Regions from separate parts of the Mus musculus genome. Here region 1 is linked to region 2. The links are chromatin contacts, called in public ChIA-PET maps. All regions are on one chromosome and are shown on one strand. Each heading gives the region's core, a stretch centred on a gene start, on an enhancer-like site or on the middle of the called end of the contact. The rest is flanking DNA. Distances are from core to core; before and after follow the strand shown. Region 1 overlaps Emb (embigin). Region 2 has its middle 24 kb from the start of Parp8.

What was found. ChIA-PET counts read pairs in DNA pulled down with a chosen protein or histone mark.
Region 1: a contact with region 2 is called in an RNA polymerase II ChIA-PET map of memory CD8 T cells, with 79 read pairs. The contact joins two enhancer-like sites. A contact is called at or near these places in 3 of 115 datasets of contacts at active chromatin or transcription factors (memory CD8 T cells, microglia and pancreatic cancer cells).

The regions. Positions count from the first base shown.
Region 1 is chr13:117,239,425-117,245,928 of GRCm38.p6, forward strand. The region is part of intron 2 of Emb (embigin); the gene reads left to right. Among named protein-coding and RNA genes, the nearest start is that of Emb, 22 kb to the left of the region's middle. Within about 2 kb of position 2,932, at least 92 of the 459 cell types and tissues checked have an H3K27ac peak or open chromatin away from gene starts, as enhancers often do. A contact at or near this core is called in memory CD8 T cells, where this site is marked.
Region 2 is chr13:117,046,430-117,052,667 of GRCm38.p6, forward strand. It overlaps the pseudogene Gm29767. Among named protein-coding and RNA genes, the nearest start is that of Parp8, 24 kb to the left of the region's middle. Within about 2 kb of position 2,227, at least 67 of the 459 cell types and tissues checked have an H3K27ac peak or open chromatin away from gene starts, as enhancers often do. A contact at or near this core is called in memory CD8 T cells, where this site is marked.

The DNA.
Region 1 (6,504 bases), core at 1,682-4,181, 190 kb after region 2:
GAGTACATGCAGAGGTACTCGGAGTTTCTGGGTACTATAAAAAAAAAAAAAAACCAAAAAAACCAAAAAAACAGGCTGAGCAAGCCAAGGGGAGCAAGCCATTAAGCAGCACTCCTTCATGGCTTCAGCTTCTGCCCCAGGTTGCTGCCTCTCTCTGTGTCTGCTCTGCCTTACCTTCAGGACAGACTGAGCCAGGACTCTTCCCTAATGCTGCACTTGGTCTGAGTGTTTATCACCGCAGTAGGGCGCAATCTAAGACAGTGTGCGTATGCATACCGAACTGTCCCATCCAGGTGGAGAAGGTGGAAGTCGATCCATCTCAGTTTGGAGATGAGTTAGTGGTACGGAGGTTCTTAAATGAAGAGATAGAGAATTATACAATGATACTTCAGTTTCAAGAGAAATAGTGGGACTGGCCTAGGTACCCTGAGGGTAGGGGCAGGGTGTGCTGTTCTGAACCCTGGAGGGTTGCCTGTTGTTAGGTGACAGATCTTCTCCCTGTCATGCTTTCTCTTCCAGAAAGCTTGCCACAGCTCCTCTCCCCTCTGCAGTCTTCCTCGCTGGACCGAGAGTGTCACTGTGAAACTGACTTCTCCCTCCTCTTTCCCAGCAAGCTCAAGACAACCTTGATTTATCATTCCTCTTACCTTGATTTATCATTCCTCTTACCAGTGCCTCGTGACTTCCGGCATACCTCGCCTGGCCTAGCCTATGTGAATTATTTTGGTAAAGCTGGCTTTGCCGTCACTGTGTAGAAGCCATCCTTGCCGATTTGTGTTTCCCTTTTTGTTTTGAAGATGCCCATGTACAAACAAACTGGATTTAATCACAAGGCATATGGGTTGTGAAGGTTTCCAGAGGGAAGGTTTTGATTTAGTAAAAGACTCTAAGCTGCAGGCATTTTCCTAGCTGGGAAGGATGGAACCTTTTAAAGAAGGAGATTTTATCAGGGTATCGGGATATAACTGGGGACGTTTCTTTGGAAGGGACACTAGACTCTTGCCTCTCTGCTGCCTCATCTCGTGGATGTGTGAAGCAGAGTGAACTTTCCTCCTGAAGTTGATGATTAGCAATAGAAGGCTGAATAACATGGATTATTTTTATGTTATTGAGTCTAATAAATAACTGGATTCCATAAGTAATAACTATCAGTTTTCACTTCAATGTATAACGTAATTTGGGAGAAAGATAAAATTATAACTCAAGTGTAATGTTGTTGTTTTCTTTTTTTGTTTTGTTCTCTTGCTTTTGTTTTTTTATTTTGTTTTCAAGACAGGGTTTCTCTGTGTTGCCATGGCTGTCCTGGAACTCACTGTGTAGACCAGGCTGGCCTCAAACTCAGAGATCTGTCTACCTCTGCCTCCCGAGGGCTCCCCCCATTAAGTCAGGAGAATGCTGAGTATAGGACTGGTGGCTTCCCTTTCCTAAATGAGGTATTGGCTGTATGCTAGTGTGGCCTTCAGACTTTCTGTAAGATTTCTGGCTATTTTATTCAGAATATAGGAGATAACATAGACCTCACTGATTTATGCAGTGAAAAGTAGGTTGGAGTATTGAGGGTCCTTATCTTCTATTTATTTTCAATGAGTCACTCTATCTTTTTAGTTATATACATCATAGTGCATGGTGACTTTCCATGCTATATGACTTTTCTTGAAAGGGAGAGGGAGAGGGGAGTAAAAAAGTTTCATTTTCCTTAGGCAGCACACCATAGTCGGTTAAAAGACGATTTTGCCTAAGTCTGGCTTGGTAAATCAGCATGTTTTTGTGGGGTTAGGTGCAGGAGCATGGGTGAGATTTCCTTATGTGTGACTGTCTCCAAGGCAACTATGTCACTCCTAAAGCTCACCTCAATGTGGGTGAGCATTCCTGGAGCTCTCTCCCATGCTTACAAGAAATTACAAAAATACCTCAACACAGATAGCTGTACGTACCTAGCACTCATACCTAGCAGTACTTACCACATCTGTAACTTTGGGGACAGGGAACACAGATAGCCGTATGTACCTAGCACACATACCTAGCAGTACTTACCACATCTGTAACTTTGGGGACAAGGCTGTGAAGCTTCTCCCACTTTCTGAGTTTCTAGAACTTTCTAAGTTTTGGTGGCTTCTGAAATCTTATGAGCTGCCTTCCTCCCTCCCGGGGGAGTGCCTCCATTAATCGGACTTTTAAAGCATATTTGAAAACACTATATAGAAATTTCCAGTTATATTGTTGCAGGGTTCCAAATGGTCAGAGTTGATGTCCCTACCACTCCTCTTTTTTTTTTTTAAAGATTTATTTATTTATTATTATATGTAAGTACACTGTAGCTGTCCTCAGATACTCCAGAAGAGGGCGTCAGATCTCGTTACAGATGGTTGTGAGCCACCATGTGGTTGCTGGGATTTGAACTCCGGACCTTTGGAAGAGCAGTTGGGTGCTCTTACCTATTGAGCCATCTCACCAGCCCCTTACCACTCCTCTTAAGATGACAAGCTGCCAATCATTTCTGCCAAGATCTTATGTATACAAGAGACTATTGAGGCAGCTCAATACATTGGATTAAGAGCTGTGTCTTTATTTTTATTTTAAAATTCTTTTTAAAGATAAATTCTTGGCATGTACTCTAGGCTGATCTTAAAAGTGTGATCCTCCTGTCTCAGCTTCCAAAGTTCTGGAATCACCGAATTTTTAATCTATCTCAGAAACTGAGTACATTTCTACATTCTTAGAGCTGTAGAAGTCATGGGTGTTTTGCAACAAGATGACAGAGATGTGTTCGTTCCTCTTGTGCAATATTAGGGAACTTGAAATGTTGTTTCTTGAGCTCACAGTTAATTTCTTGGTTAACCACAAAAGATTTTCAAGGGAGGGGTAGAGTTTTCTGTGTAGTTTTGATGCTGTGATTCTGTGACAGGAAGTAAAGGAAGCTGCAGAAATGATATGAAAAGCAGTGAAATAATAGGTGGCCTAGGAAAGGCTGTGGAGGAGAAAGGCTAAGCTCTGGTTTGCACCATGGGAGAGCATTTAGTTGAGAACGTAAGTGTTTTAAACACGTTCATCTGACAGCTATCGTTTCGCTCCCTTTGGTAAGCAGCCGTACCTTTAAATTTCCTTTGACGTCTGTTATTTCACTTGAAGTCTTGAGTTTGAAAAGTTAGGAGGTGAAGATGTCGATGCTATTTCCATAAGAACTTTGGATCTTTCAGAGTTTGTATGTGTTGTTGGTGAGGGGAGACTCTGGGCTTAGCCACACTTACATCTGAAGTTCAGTGTTGCCTGTATCTTAGTCACCTTGGGTGAGAGTCTCCTCTCTACCTTATCTGTGAAGCAGGGTGGCTGCTTACCTCATAAACACTGCTATGAAGATGAAATGATGCAGACCAGGCAGTCAGCATGCAAGTCCTAACATTGCCAGTGAGCTCTTACACTTTCCACACTTAGATGGCAAGACGGTGCTTACTGAGCCCCGCTCTGTAGAGCGTTAGTGCTTTCTATAGACTTCCTCTGTATCAGCCCATTTTGATGTATAACAGCACGAGGCAAGGAAACTGGGGGAACCAGGGCGGTGTTCAGGATATAGTTGATGGTACAACCTTTGCCTAACAGCCTAAGATATACAAGGACCTGGACTGGATCTCCACCAGAACATACACACACCCACACACCCTGCACGCACCCACTAACCACTAAACAAAAATCAAAACAATAACATTAAAAAGATCCTTTGCTACACAAAGAAAAATTGTTAAGTTAATTGTTTTTTTTTTGTTTGTTTGTTTTGTTTTGTTTTTTTTTTTTGTCTGCTGTAACAAAATGCCCAGCAAAAGCAACTTGAGGAAGAGTTTATTTTGGCCCGTAGTGTGAGAGGGCAAGGCAGTGGGAGGCTGACGCAGCTGTTCACGTTGCACCCTTAGTCAGAAAGTGGACGTAGATGTTGGGCTCAGTTTGCTTTCTCTTTATTCAGCCTTGCATCCCAACCCATAGAATCATGCAGACTCAAGGTGGCTCCCGTCATAGCAGTGAAACATCTCAGAAACTTCTGACAAACTCGTTTGTCTCCCAGCGATCACTATTCTATCAGGTTCTGGTTCATGATCCTAGCTGACCATCATACCGGAGCAGCTAGACAATCTACGGTCTGGTGTTAAAGGTGCAGCTTGGATACAGTTATAGGTGCTCATTTTAAATGGAAGAAGAGTAACTTTCAAGAGAATCGAGGCAATCATGTCCTCCCGGCTCTGGTGAAAGATAACGAAGACCTGTGGGAAAGAAGGTTGGAGAAACTGAGGCAGATTCGGTAGCCATTTCAGAGGGAGAATTAAGACTCCTACTGCATTTGAGTTAGTGCCCAAGGGAAGGGGAAGCTATTGGATCAACCTAGACAGACTAGGTCTGAAGTTCCTTCAGATATGCAGTTTAGATACTCAGAGAACATGTGGGTCAGTGGCCAAGAGTGATGTTTTGAGTGGAACTCTTGCTTTTCAAATAGTGTTTTAAGGGTATTAGAGGTTACTCATTGGATTTAGCACAGGAGGGCTAAACTGAGAGGAAAAGGAAAGAGACCAGAAAGCAAGTCCCCCAAAGCAGGAATACTGAAGGAGCAAAGGAAAGGATTAGTACGCCTGGCACTCGGGGAGGTTTCCTGGGAGTGAAAGGAAAGTAGAGGGGATTTCAGAGAATAAAAGACATTGGCAATATCTGATGTGTTGTAGCCAGCAGATAGGTTAAATGAGAACTTTGGGGGGACTGAGAAATGGCTCAGCAGTTAAGAACAGCTGCTGGTCTTTGTGAGGCCCCTGATTGGTTTGGTTCCGAGCATCCAAATGGCAGCTTACAGCCTTCTGTAACTCCAGTTCCAGGGGACCCAACACACTCTTCTGGCTTCAGTGATTACCAGACACATAATACACAGAATACATACTGACATGCAGGGGAAACAATCGCACATAAATACTAAAAATTAAAAAAAAAGAGAGCTTTGAAAAGTAACATTAACCAATTTGGCTATCAAACTTCTTTAAACATTAATTAATTCAGAGTGTACGTTTGTGCACATACCGCGTGTGCATGTGTGGAGGTCAGAGGACAATTTGTGGGAGTCTCCATCCCGTCTACCATGTGTGTTCTGGGGATAGAACTTGGGATGTCCTGCTTGGTGCTAAGCCTGCTGATTTGCTGAGCTATCTTGCTGACACTAAGCTATTTTCTAGTGTATGAAAGGATATTTTGTGTGGTATATTGGGTATTGAAATTGGGAATATAGGAAAAAAAATCAGACAGAATAGCTAAGTTTTGAATTTAATTTTTACCAGGAGAACTCAGTTTTAAGTGTACCTAAGGGCTAAATGTGACAAAAATATGTAGAAAAAATAATCTCAAGACTAAATATAGTTGACCCTGAAATAGCCTTCTGGAATGTAGGTGGCTCTCAGCAGATATGCTGACATAAGTCCTTCAGTTTTCCTCAGTTTCTTTCCATATAATTTGACTGCTGTTAAGGTCTTTCAGTGCCAGGGTGGGATGGAAGTTCTGTTCAGCAAATCTTCAGTTAAAAAGCAGTTCCTTCTCACAGAGTGGCTCACTAGCCAGCTATACTAACTTCCTTTGCAAACTCTGGCCTGTACTGCTTAAGAAAGCACTCTGTGAAGTTTTAGGTGTACTTAAATGTCCCAAGGCATGTGCTCACCTCAGTTCTTATATTTTGCCTCTGCAATCCTTACAAATGAACTAATCGAGGTCTTGGGGAATGAGTGTATACATTAGAGTGCCCTCTCGTAAGTGCAGCGCCTCCCATACTTCTTTAGAGCAACTATCATTGTTCCAATATTTGGGTAGCAGCTTCCTAGGTTTTCTATATTGTTTTAATTCTCAAGTACCATAGTTATTATATCCCAAAATACTATAGTTAACATTTTTTCCTGTTGGTTGGTTGCTATTGCTTATTTGTTTTCATGACATAGTTTCTCTGTGTAGCACTGGCTGGGTGTTCTGGAAGTCACACAATATTTAGCTTTTTTCTGTTTTTTTTTTTTTAAGGCATTTTATTCATGTTTTTAAGGTATTTGTCATCTCAGCATTTCTGGAACATTGCTTCTCCCGTTTTTACATCATCTGCAAGAAAGAACTAGATTCTTTATCTTGCAGAATTTCTCAATAGATTTTGTTGATTGCACTTTAACAAGGCCTTTCTGTCTCTACTTCCAGTAAGAGGAAAACAGACTTTTGATTTGCAAAACTCTGTCTATGGAGATGGATGCCTGAGGTTCAAATCTTCCAAAGTCAACCGCTCTAGATGGTCCTCACTACAATAGCGCCTTTTAAGAAACCTTTCTCTACAGCACAGGGAAGTCAAGCGATGTACAAATCCACAACTTTAAACATATCATGTTTTGGGGGCATCCAAGTCCGCTAGCTGTTTGGAAGTGCACAGTTAATTACATCTTGTACTTACCATCCTGACCTTGGGAGCATTAGAATATTCAACCATATCCCATACCTGTTAACTGTCCTTTG
Region 2 (6,238 bases), core at 977-3,476:
TTCAGAGGGGTTACTCCCAATAGATCTGAGAATTTGACTTCAAAACTCATGGAGGGTTGTATTTTGACTGACAACTAAAGAACATGTTCCGATTCCCATCCTCCCCCTGATTCGTTAAGAGAATCTTAGCATGTAGCCTGTCTATCCCAAAACTATGTAATACAAACTGGCCTTAAGCTCAATATGATTTTCTTGCCTCAGCCTCCCCAAGTCTTGGCAAGGTGAGAGAGAGAGAGAGAGAGAGAGAGAGAGAGAGAGAGAGAGAGAGAGAGAGAGAGATATCACCATACCAGACCAAATTCAGATTTGTTTTATCCTAGAAAATCTCAATAGAATTATAGCAAGTTGAATAAGATATTAATTAAAAACGAAAACCATATAAAAATCCAAACATAGAAACTCTAACCCAGACATTTCCAATAGTTGAGCTGGCCATTCATTCTTTAAAAATCACCTATTTTTCATTTGAATCACATTACCTTTAATTCTGTAAATTGGATGTCATATGCCACCAGGCGAACTGCTGTGAGTAATTACACTGTTCACTGCTGAGTAATACGACTTCATCCTCAAAGCTAGGCCAACAGCACAGGAAAATTGCACGACTAGGTCTCTAGGCACTACCTCTTCTTCAGGGAATCACAGCAACCCTCCTGAGAGCTAATGCATCCTTAATCATTTATAGGTTCACTCAAGACCCATTGGAGACATAAGCACATTAGCTCAGCAGCTAAGGGAAACACTTAAAGACAGTAGCAGGGGACATGTCAGACAGAAGAAGGTGGAAAAAAAAAAAAACCTGTAGGAGATAATACAAACGCAGACATTGCCTGCTCTCTGCAATCTTCTGAGCTCTGGGTTAGACTTGGCAACTGTAGACCATACTGCGTAAGGGCAATACCACATTAGGCTGGCTGCAGAACCTAGGAGACTTTAGAATCTCAGAGACAGAGCCTGATAAGCAGCGAACATGCAGAATCTACTTAAGCAGCTCTTGGATGAGAGGCAGGTTTAGTTTTTAGTAAATCTTTGTTTTGTTTGTTATTGGTTTATATGGGGTTTTTTGTGGTTTTTGTTTTGTTTTGTTTTGTTGAGGCACACTCTGACTATATTGATTGCACTAGCCTTGAACTTGAAGCAATCTTCCTCCCTCTACCTCTCAACTATCAGGCTTATAGCCGTGCATTCTCATGTTCTGCATCCATCTTTACTTAATATAAACCACCTCCTTGTCTTTAATAAACAAGCAAATGTTAATAGATCATAATGTAAAATGATGCAAACACTAAAGATATTAATATGTTCTTTTCAGACATCTATTTTCTTCTGTCCTTTGTGGGGGGGGCGGGAACTGACTCATGTGATGATCTCTGGGCCACAGCTAGACGTGTAAGCTGGTTATGAGCTAAATATTTATGCATGTTATATCTTATGTATAATATACAGCTGTATAGGTAAAACATAGCATGTCCTAACTATATGAATCTAAAATTTACTTAGAATATGCTTATCCTTGGGCATATAGGCACATGTGAGATATAACACCATCCAAATGAAGAAATGTCATTTTGTCAGGTGAACACATCTTGGGGCTCAGGTTTCTGATTTCACTATGGGTGACTGAAATGTAAACACACAGAATAGGCATTGTGCTGGTCTCTAAAGCCTCAGAGATTCCCATTCGCACATTCCTCAACAACCTAATTATTAATCCACACATTTGAGAAGGATCTCCTGTCCATCTCTCAATCATGGCCACCAATGCAGAAAGGAACATATGCCTGCAACTAATCTAATCCAAATTTTCTACTTAATCTCTCTCTTTCTCTCTCTGTCTCTCTCTGTCTCTCTCTCTCTCTCTCTCTCTCTCTCTGTGTGTGTGTGTGTGTGTGTGTACATGCTCTGATGTATGTGTGGAGGTCAGAGGACAACTTGCAGGCGTCATTGTTCCCATTTCACTACGTGAATTCCAGAGATCAAACTTAAGGTCACCAGGCATCCGCCAATGCCTCTACCCACTAAGCCATTTTTTGTTGGCCCTATCTTGAATTTCTAAATGTCAAACGTGCAGGAGCCGATGTGTCCGACTTCCGCAGTAAATACATTTACCACAAACATATTTAGTCATTTGTGGAACTATTGAAATGGCTCCGGAGCCAGACTCAAAACTAAGCAGCCAGGAAGTGCACCCCCAAACCTAGCGAGGAAACCACCCCACCACCAGTGAGAAGCAAGCAGCCCGCAGAACAGCAACTGTGAGGCTTGCTCAATCCTAAGCCAACTGCTAAACCACCCTTACAACTCCCACTTGTTCTTGAGACAACAGATACTTTAGCAGCTGTTACACTGCCTGCACAAGAAACAGAGAAAGCATAACTGAATCTGTTTCATTTTTATTAATTCCCAAGTCAAAATGCAGTACTGGCAAACAGATTGACAAAACTGAAATCATATGTTTGTACCCTAGCTGCAAAGGAGGCTGGGGAAGCTAGCATTTGGCATTTTAGCTTCTAAAGCAGGCGGCGTTTTCTAAACTGGTGCACTAGGGAATTCCTCAGAAAGAAAAAAGCCTCAAATGAAAACAGATATTCTTGCTTTGGTTTGCTCAATAACTATACAGACCTTTCCTTTTAAACTAAACATGAAAGACCCAAACTTTCTCCTAACAGAAAGAAACCAATTTTTTTCCCCTTGTAACTGAACATCATCTCCAAATTCAAGAACTCTGAGTGACTTGGCAATGTATGTCAACACATGCCAGGGATGCTGGCAGCTGAGAGGTGGGAGCTGGAGAATCGAGAATCCAAAGTCATCCTCAACTGCATGGGGCATCTGAGGCCAACTGAGCTACGTAAGACCCTGAATCAAAAGGTTCATTTCTCTAAGTCCATCACTGTACTGCCTTGATACTTAACCATTCCTAGCATGCCCTGTATGAAAGAGGTGGATAAAAGAGCAGATGGAAGACTGGGAAGTATTGGATTCTATAGCTATGTGCAAGACAACAGAAGGACACAAACATCAATCCTACCTTCTTACTTCTTTACCAGCGGTTTAGCATGAATGGCCATTTGGCTTCAGCTAAAAAAGTCCGCTAATCAAAGTTGCATCTATGTGCTGATAACCTAGTGATATGATCTTGCTTTGGCCACTGTTTATTCCTTAAAAATAAATAAGAAGAGAAAGGAAGGAAGGAAGGGAGAAGGAGGGAGGGAGGGAGGGAGAGAGAGAGAGAGAGAGAGAGAGAGAGAGAGAGAGAGAGTGAGTGCCGGTGATTAAAGCCAGAGACACAGTGGGTAAAGATACCTGATGCCAAGCCATGGTGACCTGAATTCACTCCCCAGCGCCCATATAATGAAAAGAGAGAACTTAACTCCTTCAACTTGCCCTTTGACCTCCACACTTACACTGAAGCATGCACATACCATGGCAGGTGCATACCAGTAGGCAAGTAGACATACAGACACATGCATGCTCACATACATAAATGTAATAAGATAGAAAGATTTTAAAGCAGGCCTTGAACTCCTAAAAGGGCTGGGATTACAGGTTGTGCCACCATGTCCAGTTACAGACTCTCTCTGCTCTGTCCCTGATTCTGTCTGTCTATCTGCCTCTCTCTTTCTCTCTTTCTCTCTTTCTCTCTCTCTCTCTCTCTCTCTCTCTCTCTCTCTCTCTCTCTCTCTCTCTCACACACACACACACACACATTTAAATTGAAAATATACACCACAGGTTCATGTGTTCAAAAACCTTGGTCCTTTAGACTCAGAGGTTATAAACAAATAATCTTAAAGAGGATTTAAAGTTGGAAAGGAATGTGGGGTGGAGGATCCCAGGGATGTTGAAGAACAGGTTGGGGCCAAGTATGGTCAAACCACATTGTTGCGTGGATGACATCCACAAAGAATAAATAACATCTATTATTTTTCTTTTTTAAAGTCCTGGTTCCTGTCTGGTGAGGAGAGGATAGAGGGCTCAGGTGATGAAATCTGGATGGAGGAAGAAAGTGACCGGAAGTAGGGGTAGATGAGCCTTTGGAGGTAAAATCCAGGTTCTTCCTCACCCTGCTCCTCATGTCCCATAAAGGGAGATGCTTTGCTCCGCCATTTGGATTTTCTCATCACTGCCCTTAAGAAATGGAGACAGACAGTTACAGAGCGGAGAGAGTGAGGAGGCTGCGTCTGGCTCCCGCTCTCACAGCCATTGCAGTACATTGATCTCCATAGAGACAGCACTGGGGCAAGCGAGAGCCTGATAGGCACTGGGAGACTCTGTGCCTTGCGGAGGAAAATCAACTAAACATGGGCAAAAGAGATCCTAAGAAGCCGAGAGGCAAAATGTCCTCATATACGTTCTTTGTGCAAACCTGCCAGGAGGAGCACAAGAAAAAGCACCCGGATGCTTCTGTCAACTTCTCAGAGTTCTCCAAGAAGTGCTCAGAGTTATGGAAGACCATGTCTGCTAAAGAAAAGGGGAAATTTGAAGACATGGCAAAAGCTGACAAGGCTCGTTATGAAAGAGAAATGAAAACCTACATCCCCCCTCCTCAAAGGGGAGACCAAAAAGAAGTTCAAGGACCCCAATTCGCCCAAGAGGCCTCCTTCGGTCTTCTTCTTGCTCTGTTCTGAGTACCGCCCCAAAATCAAAGGTGAGCATCCTGGCTTATCCATTGGTGAAGTTGCAAAGAAACCGGTGGCGGGGTGGGGGTGGGGGGGGAGGAGAGAGAGAGAAAGAGAGAGAGAGAGAGAGAGAGAGAGAGAGAGAGAGAGAGAGAACTGAATCATTCTTAGAGGTTTATCCACATCCTTTCTACCAATCTTGTCAACAATCTTTCTATTTTTTTTCCTTCCATTCCCTTAATCATCTAGACAAGTTCTTAGGCACCAGCTTTACACCTGACCATAGGACATCTCCCTGGAAGACACAGGTCTGTACAAGTCATTCCCATCTTCTCAAGGGATCGGAGAGTTGACTTGCTAGGGTTCCTTCATGGTCAGCAGCTTCTGCCACTATGTTTTGTTCTGTTGCTAGAACTTGAGTTTCTATGATGACTAGGACCAAACCAAGAGTTATTTCTAAAAAAAAAAAAAAGTTACATAGTCAGAGACTGACGTCTACCAAGACAAACCAAAGAGCACAGCAATCTGAACCAGTTAGAAATCATTCTCTTCATCTTGATAGCCACAAAGGGTGGCAGCAGCGTTATAAGCCACAAAGGAGCGACTAGGTGAAGAAATTGAAATCTCTAGAATCTAGAGACATCAAAGCATCAAAACTCACACCTAAAGCTTTGGGTGGCAGTATATCAAAAATCACCAATTTGGTGGATGTATTTTGTCTGTCCCATACCATCAGTATGAAGAATGTATATTAGAGCTAAGGCTGGGAAGATGGCTCAGTGGATAAAATGACTTGGTAACACAAGTTGGGGATCAGAGGTTTAGATGTCTAGAAGCCACAGAAATATCAGGTGGGTGTGGTGGCACAACTGTAATCCCAGACCTTGGGATCTGTAGAGCAAGCTGACTAGACAGACAGCGGAATCAGCAAGTTCTAGGTTCATGCGAGGTATCTTGCCTCAGTACATAAGATGGAGAAAGCAGAAGTAGATTGGAAAAGGCACCTGATGTTGACTTCTGGCCTCACATGTCCACACCCATGACAACACTCCTATGCACATGCACACACACACACACACAAAAGAACACAATTTTTAAATATATTATGCTAAAAGGTTACATTATACAAGAAAAGGCAACCATGGGGTTATTAAATAATGGGACTATCAATAGAAACATCGTAATAGAAATGAATGTGATACAATTATAATGCAATAAAAGGCTACCCAGAATAAAGTTAATATAACAAGACAGGACTAATGCAAAACAGAGAAGTCCAGATGTGATGGCTTATGCCTGTAATCCAAGCACTTGGGAAGATGCAGTAGGGAGAGTACTATGAGTTTGGGGACAGGCTGAACTACAGAATACAGGATCCTCTCTCAATAAAATCACAACACCAAATCAAATCAAAACACTGCAAGCAAAAAAAAAAAAATGTGTTTGGATGAAACAGAAATCCTTACTAATGGGCTGGGAAGGAGATCAGTCATGAAGTCTTGGTGAATATATTGGGTTTCATCCCAAACACCACAGATAACGAAGAGGAGTAAAGAAAGAAGAAAGAAGAGAAGGCCACTTTACTGATATCATGGTATTTAATGAGAAATCCTAAA